2 separate regions of the Bactrocera dorsalis genome follow, and region 2 is linked to region 1. A link is a contact called in public Hi-C data. All regions are on one chromosome and are shown on one strand. The core of a region is the stretch at or near the end of the contact, and the rest is flanking DNA. Distances in the headings are between cores, read along the strand shown. Region 1 overlaps LOC105224594 (synapsin). Region 2 overlaps LOC105224594 (synapsin).

Evidence for each region. Hi-C and Micro-C count contacts between places; a contact is called where the count stands out from the background.
Region 2: a contact with region 1 is called in a Hi-C map of whole body, with 2.1 times the contacts expected there. The contact joins two enhancer-like sites. A contact is called at or near these places in 2 of 2 Hi-C or Micro-C datasets (both in whole body).

The regions. Positions count from the first base shown.
Region 1 is chr2:40,068,687-40,073,343 of ASM2337382v1, forward strand. It overlaps LOC105224594 (synapsin), which reads left to right. Exons shown (of 14, transcript XM_049447333.1): 3 at 2,305-2,673. Among protein-coding and RNA genes, the nearest start is that of LOC125776229, 24 kb to the left of the region's middle. Within about 2 kb of position 2,520, the one cell type or tissue checked has open chromatin away from gene starts, as enhancers often do.
Region 2 is chr2:40,170,113-40,174,769 of ASM2337382v1, forward strand. LOC105224594 (synapsin) reads left to right here. Exons shown (of 14, transcript XM_049447333.1): 12 at 2,079-2,246; 13 at 2,319-3,795. Among protein-coding and RNA genes, the nearest start is that of Trnam-cau, 18 kb to the right of the region's middle. Within about 2 kb of position 2,524, the one cell type or tissue checked has open chromatin away from gene starts, as enhancers often do.

The DNA.
Region 1 (4,657 bases), core at 1,270-3,769:
TTACAAGCTTATATGTATATTTTGGGTATCGTTCTCAGTTAAGGTTCGTTGTTAGCGTTAAGTCTAAACGACATACTCCCTATGGACGCCATGCTTCCTGACAAAGATGAGTAGGAAATTTGTGCAGTTGATTTTTAAGAAAAAAATAATTTCAGAATTTCATATATATTTTGGAAAAAGTTCTCGCCTAGCAAAAGTGTTCTTTACAAAAAATAGTTTGTGAACAAATTTAAATGCAACTTTCATTTACAAATCTAATGAAATCAAGAAGGCGAGTCACCTGTTTCATTGTGGAAGTAATACTGTTGTTGTTGTAGCGGTAAAAAACATTCCTGAAGTAATTTTCTGTGCCAAATGTCACATCAAAGTAACCATTGGTACAAATCGGTGGATTAAAGTACACGGTCGCCCTTCTGCACTACATAAAGTGCATTCGGCGATTTTTACGATGAGTGAAGAAGTTCCATTAAACTTTGTGTGCGTAATTTAATTTTTGTTGGTGCCGAAACGTTCAGAATGTTTGAAATAGCCGTCGGTGATAATTGTTTGTCACGAGCAAGTTTTTTTTATTGGCACAAATTATTCAAAAAGAGTCGAGAACGCATTGACGACGACCCATGCTCAGGACAAAATCAACAGATGATCCATCAGCCAAATATCGTGGCAAAGGTGAGCCGAAGCCGAAATAACCACGTCAAAACAGATCAAAAATCAGGATTATGTGAACAATTTTCTTTGATTATCGATGTGTGGTGGTCTCCGAATTCCTTCCGACCGATCAAACTGTCAGTATACTATTTAAGTGTTATGCGTCGTGCGATGGCTATTCGTAAAAGTAGGTCGGAATTATGGTCCGACAATTCTTAATTTTTGCACCACGATAGTGCACCGTCGCATATTGAATTGATACTTCGTGAGTTTATCGCCAAATCTTCAACCCAAATGGTGCCGCAACCACCGTATACGCCTGCTTTAGCTCCGTGCGACTATTCAGCAAACTCAAACGACCGCTCCGAAGGAACCTTTTTCGCTACGCACATTGTAAGGCTATTCTGGAAATGAACTTTAACAACTGTTTCGAAAATTGGAAAAAACGTTGGCACAAGTTTCTTGGGGGGGAGGATTACTTTGAGGGGGATACTGAAGAATGAATTAAGCTAAGGGGAATTACTCCGAGGGAAATATTGAAGAATAAATAAAAAATTTAAAAATTATAAACAAAGCCTTAATAATTTTGGTCATGGTAGTGTACAGAACATGCACATTTGAGAGTGATTGGATAATTTGTCATCAGGTAATCACTGATTTATGACTTTAACGTGACTGAATTGGAGGATGGGGATGTGGAAGTTCTTTTGGTAAAGTAATGGCAATCGTCGAGTTTAAAGATCAGTTTAGAACGACTTAATTCAAGTTAGTAACGTCTGGCCGAAGCACGATGTAGGGATGCTCCACAAGATAACGCAAAAAGCTTATAGACCAAATCTCCATCTGCGACTCGCTGCTGAATCGCACCAAAATCAATACATTTCTGATGCTTACGTTTTCGATTGACGGTGAGCCGAGTGAGTGTGTCTTTGGCGCGATTGGCAGGGAATCATCTGATATGAACTTCTCGCCTACGGTCAAATTCTTAATTCGGATCTTGTACTGTCAATAATTGCATCGTCCGGAGTAAGAAACCGCCCAGAAGTGGCCAGATTTGGTCAAGATGAGAGGAATTGTGATCCATTAGAAGAACGCCTAGCCACTCATATCGATTTGCCTCGGCTCTAAGAGCTAGACGACCTTATAGTCCGAGCCCGGCACCAAGTAATTATAACCTGTTACTGTTTATAATGAATAATTTTGATGGTCCCAAGAGAAGCTGGTGAAAATCAACTGTTTGCTAATGAGGACAAGGGTTTATGTGAGGGTGGCATTATAATAGATACCTAGGTTTCATTTTATTTGTCCCATTTTTCTCAGTGTTGGTGAAGTTAGAAAGCCTTTAGCTCACCCTGTACGAGTATAAGCCAAATTGGATGCAAGGATGGAAAATTAATAATAATATTATGTTATAATAAGTTAAGAAGAGGTTTTAGTGACTTAGTGTCCCAACCGTGGTTGAAGAAAATTTTCTTTCATTATGTAAACTCACCTTTCATGCGTACGAAATCCCATAAACATCTTAGTAACATAAATTTAATTTTATTTCTCTCATCATTAGCTTTCAAAGGATGGCATTTATATATAAAAAAACCGCAGTTTATTATTCTCAAGACAGCATAAATAACTGCAACATTTTAATTTAATTTCTTGCAGCATTTGGGCGTGACTCGCAGGCATTTCAACGTCTCAGCACTCAGCACGACAGACAAGTAAGGGCCGCAACTGACAGCGAGGATTGCCGCGTGTGGAAATCTTGTTTAATAAAACACTTTTGTGTGTTCAATTTGCCAACTTCCTGTGTATCCGAAGCGTGGAATAACGGTATAAACGCTCGCGCCTATTAAGGCACTTGGCTCTGGTAAGCGTAGAGTTGAACAACTGCGGACCGCGAGACAGTTGAGCGCACGTGTGCAAAGCGTCTCGAACTGAACAGCGCAGCACTGTTCGGTTAACTCGCAGTTTTCTGTCAATATTAGCGCTATAGCAACTGCTGGGTGTGGGCGATACTGCGCCCCGCCACCGGTAAGCCTTAAACAATATTTGTTCACACACGCACACATTCACAAACAACTGTACATCTGCATATATTTCTATGTGTATGTAAATTCATTTATTTATACGCACTTGCACAATCACCTTTTCACCTTTCACCGACCATTTGCACTTGCACAACAACGCTTGCACGAGGTCAACTATCAGCTGCAGAGTTATTTTTTTTAATTTTTTGTTGGCTTTGTTGTTTTTGTACGTGAATTTTTTATTCATTTATTTTCTTTTTGTTGTTGATTTGTTCGATTTTATAATTTGTATAATTTATGTAATTAATTTTGAGTTAATATTCGTAAAAAGTTAAATATTATTTTTAAGTAACAGTAACAGTAAGAGTCGAGGGCCTTACGTATTGAAAGCTACTCTGTAACTGAGTTCGAAACCAGGTCTTGAAATGCGTATCTCCAACACACGTGGGCTACAGATAGTCTCAATCTAAAAGGGTTTCTGGATCCCGATTCTTTTTCACAAAACGACATGTTTTCATGAAAACACAGAAGGGTCCAATTAGCCGATTTAAAGAACTAAATAAGCTACATTCTTCTTCTTTATTTTCATAGACAGCGCTTATGAGAAGTGTAGCCAGGTCCAGGTCCTTCACCTGGTTCTTCCTCTGCTTCCCCCGGCGGGTATTGCGTCGAATACTTTCTGAGCTGACACGTTTTCGTTCATTCGCACGACATGACCTAGTAGGCGTAGCCTCTGTCTCTTAATTCGCTGAACTATGTCAATTTCATCGTATATCTCATACAGCTCATCCTTCCATCGAATGCGAAATTCGCCGTGGCCAACGCACAAAGTACCACAAATCTTTCGCAGAAACTTTATCTCGAAAACTCGTAACGTCGACTTATCAGATATTGTCATCGTCCATACCTCTGCACAATATAGGAGGACGGTAGTAATGAGTGACTATAGAGTTTGGTTTTTGTTCGTCGGGAGAGAACTTTACTTCTCAATTTCCTACTCAATCGGAAGTAGCACCTGTTGGCAAGAGTTGTTCTACGTCGAATTTCGAGGTTCACATTGTTGTTGTTACTGGTTCCAAGATAGACGAAATTAACTACGACTTCAAAGTTATGACTATCAACAGTCACGTGGGAGCCAGTCCCGAGTGCGACGACTGTTTCTTTGATGACAGGAGTCTTGCCCTCGTTCACTTCCAGATATATTTGCTTCGCTTCCTTTTACAGTCTGGAAAAAGCAGAACTAACGACGGAGATGTTGCGGCCAATGTTAAAGACATCATCGGCGTACGCCAGCAGCTATATACTCTTATAAAAGATTGTGTCTCGATTCTCGACTTAGCTCTGTAGCTCGAATTATTTTCTCCAGCAGTAGATTGAAGAAGTCCCATGATAGGGAGTTGCCTTGTCTGAAACCTCGTTTGATAGGGAACGGCTTGGAGAGTGCCCTTCCGATCCTGAGCTTTTGGCATCCGACCATATCCAGCTGTTTTATTGCATTCTCGAAAACAGGGGTTTCTTTTGCAGTTGTACGTAAGTAACAAAATGCCGATCCACGGTTCCCTTATACTGAGTTGCTGACGAGTGCTCTCAGAGAGCATGAGTTGAAGTCGATTAAAAAATCGATCGCCTGTCACCCGTGATTCCTCTACTACTTTACGGTGCTTTGGTGTGGTACACCGATGTCAGCGAAATCTTGCACAGGAAATCGTTAGTGCAAATATAGTAACTCGAGGCTCCCTGCATAACGGGAGGATTAAGAACCTACTCCAACAGCTGAACTAGAATTGTAGCGAAAAGCTCTGTAGCACGAAATTAGCTGTCAGCTTGGCAAAGTCAGGTGATTTTCGACAAAATCCTTCAGTGTAGCTTAATTATCAGGTGGTCAAATCACATTAAAAGTGGTTGGATAGAGCAGTAGCATGAGAGATGCTGGAACACCTCCTCCGTTTCTAAGGGCCTTATCTAGAACTCGGCTAAAATATCTAAGA
Region 2 (4,657 bases), core at 1,274-3,773, 100 kb after region 1:
AGCTTTCTCATACCCAAATATACGTGAATAATATGATGTACACATTCATTTCATATATCTAACGCGCCTGCTATCTCGAAAAACTTCACTTTACGGTCATCCAAAATTATTTTGTAGAATTTAACCAAAGTTGCTTCACTCCAAATGTTATAATTCATAAAGTAATGATCCGACAGCAGTCAAACTTCTGAAGCTTACGGCTAATTAAAAATCATATCAATTTAGTTCTAATAGCAAAGCTCAGTTTTTTTTCTGGACGCTTTAAAGCTCTTGCTCAGTTGGTTCAATTTCTTTTGAGCTTTAAGAACATCATAATGACACATATGTAGTTTTCCTATATTCTAGTAACCTATACCTGGTTTACCAATACGGATGATATGATTTCTAAGTGTCGTTGCGGTCATTTTTAATATGTCATGATCTGTAATTCTTTTCTTTACATAATGTTCAAGTGGCGATAAGACAAAGACCCGCTCGAAGAAATGAAAATATTGCTGACGTTCAGGCAGGTGTTGCAGAAGACTGCAAGTTGTGGATTCCAAGCCTTTCACAAAAATTGGGGCTGTCTCAAGCCACAACCTGGCGGAGAAAGGATTTCGGCTTGCATCTGTATAAAATTGTTCTAACTCAAGAACTGAAACCATTAGACCATCGTAAACGTCGTGAATTTGCTGATTTTCACTTGAAACAACTTAAAAACGATAATCACTTTCATTTGAGTGGCGCACTGTCATTTCAGGTGCGCAGCAAATCCTCACATTATTCATGAACAACAATTTTATTCACTTAAATTGACAGTTTGGTGCGGTTTTTGGTCTGGTGCATCATCGGTCCATACTTCTTTTAAAATGAAGCTGCTGACACCATTACTGTCAGTAGAGGGCGGTACATTTAGATCGATGATAGCTCACTTTTTATAGCCCCAATTGGTATAGTCGATCTTGACAACATCTGGTTCCAACAAGATGGGGCTACGTGCCACACAGCACTTGCAACAACCGAATTATGGCCAGACAAGTTTTAAAATTCGATTATTTCACGAAATTGTGATATTGAATGACCTCCAAGTAGATCATTAGATTACTTCTTCAGAGTCATTTGAAGTCATTTGTTTTTAGCAATAAAACAGGTTCACTTCAAGATTGAAGTACGACTTTATTGAGGGTAAAAAGCACTCGAAAATTGCGTTCATCGAATTCGCTGCTGTCAAAGAAGTCGTGGAGGCAATTTGTATGATGTTATATTCAGAACTTAATTGTATCGATGGTACTTGTGTGTGTTTTTTTTTTTAAGAAATCGTATCACTGTTATTGGAAAGCTCTGTATATCATCTCTGGGATGGTTCAATTGCGCTAGTTTTCACCATCATTTTGCGACTGTGCTCTTAAAGGCTGTTTCTTACTCGTTTTGCAACATTTCCTAAAATGTTAGGTTTTTATTGTAGTCAAGATGTGTAGTGGTCATGCCACCTCCATTTACTAAAGTGAACTCAAATTCGTAGGCAGGACACCTTTTAGCACACCAGTCCCAAATGTTTGCTTCAAATTCGTTAAGCAGTGTTATCAGTGTAAGTCATTCAACCAATAACAATTCTAAGTTTGTATACGTCATACATCTCATACATAGCTAGAACTAGTAAATCGATAAGCTCAGATACGTTGCCCAACAGGGGTGTTTGTTGTGGCCACATATCAACAACGATCAACTGCGTATTTTGAATAATGAATTAGCAAGCGATGTACGTATTATTTGTCAGCAGGAGAGCGGTGGGGTTAGTGCAATGCGAACCGCAGTCATTCGATTAAATACTTACATATGAGTATACAAGCTACAAATAAACAATCTAAGCTCACTAACGATAAATCGTAATGTGTTGCGATTTGGGCAAACACAGTATCATTAGTTGTTATTAGAGGGAGACTTTAGGCCAGTCGTGCCCGCAATCCCGAATTGATTAATGCATAACAGAAGTCGGTCGAATTGCAAATTGCAAACACATGTATACCACAGCAACCGCATGTTTGTCCACAGCATAGTGCATTAGCAACTTGTATGACTAAATTTTTAAACATTTGCAGATTTCCGAGCTCTTTGGCGGCATGGAGGTATGCGGCATTTCCGTGGTGGTCGGCAAAGACGGCCGCGAGCACATAATAAGTGCTTGTGATTGTACATTCGCTCTAATTGGCGATAGTCAGGAAGAAGATCGGCGCCAGATCGCCGACTTAGTCTCGGCACGAATGCAAGTGAGTATATTACATATTATATTAATGGAAAGCTGAACTGGAACTACAACTCATACATGTAAACCATTTCAGAACGTCTGCCGGCCAAGCATGGCACAGACCGGTGGACCACCACATGGTATACGTCAACCATCACGTTCATCCATTTCCTCGCGTGGTGAGAGTCCTACCGAGGATATGGCACCAACACCACCGGCACCCGCCGGTCCACGCCCAGCTCCAATGGGCGGTCCACCACCAATACCCGAACGCACTTCACCAGCAGTCGGCTCAATAGGACGTCTCAGCAGTCGCAGCAGCATTTCCGAGGTACCTGAGGAGCCAACTGCACCGGCTCCGACCAGTGTACCTGGCAGCGCGGGCGGTGTGGTCCGTCGAGATTCACAAACATCGCAGGCATCGAGCGTGTCGTCGGCCTCGAGGGTCTCGACACGTCCTCCGCAAACTCAGAGTTCCGTTGTTGAAGATGCGGAGGATACAATGAAGAATTTGCGTAAGACCTTTGCGGGGATATTTGGTGACATGTAGGAATTAGCGAACAAGAAACGCGGAAGAACAGCTAGCGAGACAAGCAGCGGTGGCGGTGGACCTGGCAGTGCAGGCGGCAGTGGCATAAGCGGCATCAGTACCGGCTCGTTTCTAGGCAAGCAATTCTCATTTGCAAGCGCCGGTGGTAAGTCGGTGAGCGGCAGCACTTCAAGCGTCGCCTCCGACGTGATCTCAGCACAGCCATCACCCAAATTGACCGCAGAGAAGCCATACGATGCACGCTCGGACACCTCGACGAACTCCACATTGACAGCGGGCAGTATGAGCGTTAGCGCCAGCTCAGCTGCTAGCTACAGCAGCAAGCCATCTTCCAGCGTTTTAGATACATTCCAAGAAGAGAACAAATACAAGCCAGTCACCAATTTTGAGCCACAAGAGCGCGTTAATCCCTTCGATAAGGGCGCACTAAAAACTTCCGCAACCAATCAAACTATCGGTAGCGCCGTATCCACCACATCATCTTCATCGATCTCATCCTCTTCGATTTCATCGCGCATCAATCGTAACGGTAATGTGGGCATTAAATCGCCACCACCGCCGACTGGACCACCACCGCCACCACCGACTGGCGCTATCGCTAGCAGCAGCTACCGCAACTCAACCTCGACCACGCCACCAAGCGCCGGCAAGGACAACCGTACTTTCAATTACGGCAGCTCAACTTCCATTGAGACCATTACACGCATGGATACTAACACAACAAACACCACAACAGCTGGTCCGAGCAGCGATGCCGCCCCTGTTGCTGGTGCACTTGCCGACGATAACAATGCAACAGGCGTTGCTGGTGGCGCTACTTCCTCCACGAGCGGTGGCCCAGATTGGAAATCGAAGATGGGCATACGTTCGGCAAGCGTCTACAGCGCGCCCGCCAATTTGCCAGCAGCTGGTGATACCTCCGGCTATGCATCCAACTCAAGCCCTGCTTCGAACGCTTATAACACTACAGCCGATCTGCCATCGTACACACGACCATCTTATTCGCGCTCCGAGAGCAATGGTAATTATCTGGCCGTGGGCGTACTGCTCGTTAGTCTAACACTACGAAAGTCTTAAGCGAAAAGCAAAGTGCAAATAATATATAGAGGCGATCGTGCAGCGCTGCAGTGCCAATTTAATTCTAAAAGGCTCATTCACTACTTAATAAAAAACATATCAGCCATACTAACCCATTATTCAAAGAAAAAATAATGTATATTTTCTATCAGCTCATAATACATCACTTTACTCATACTCATAGTTCAGTTCACATATGCATCATTACATAACCTCAAATAAGCGCAAAACTAATTAGCAGAGAAAATATTTTTTCACCTCAAATTAAGAGCAGGAATTGAAAAGAGTAAAGCATATTAACAATAATATTCTCATAAGCGAGAACAAACTAGGGAAAGTGCTTATAAGCCAACCTATGACCAATTGACTATAAGTAAAGGTTACTACTTCAGCGCCTAAATCTAGCCTACACTACTAAGATTTATTTTTAGAGCAGTGAAATGCTAAAGAGTAAGCCAAAACCATATAAATTTTCTATAAGCAAAAAAAAATATTTTCATAAACATATTAACAGTTTAAAAAACATACTCAAAACGTAAAGCTATTTCTGATACATACCACAAATATGACTGCATACAATTAAGACAACATCAAATATAGCCAAAACTTTTCCACTTTTCTACGCGCCCGCTTACCAAGGAAATCAGCCCTACTCATTAATATCCCATTAACTCATAGTCCTAAGAACTTTTAGTTGTAAGAAACAAGCCCCAAAAGAAAATTCTAAAATTATGTGCCACCCTCAAGATCCTTCCTCGACACATATGTACTTACACACATACATATAGGCAACTTAGTTATATGTA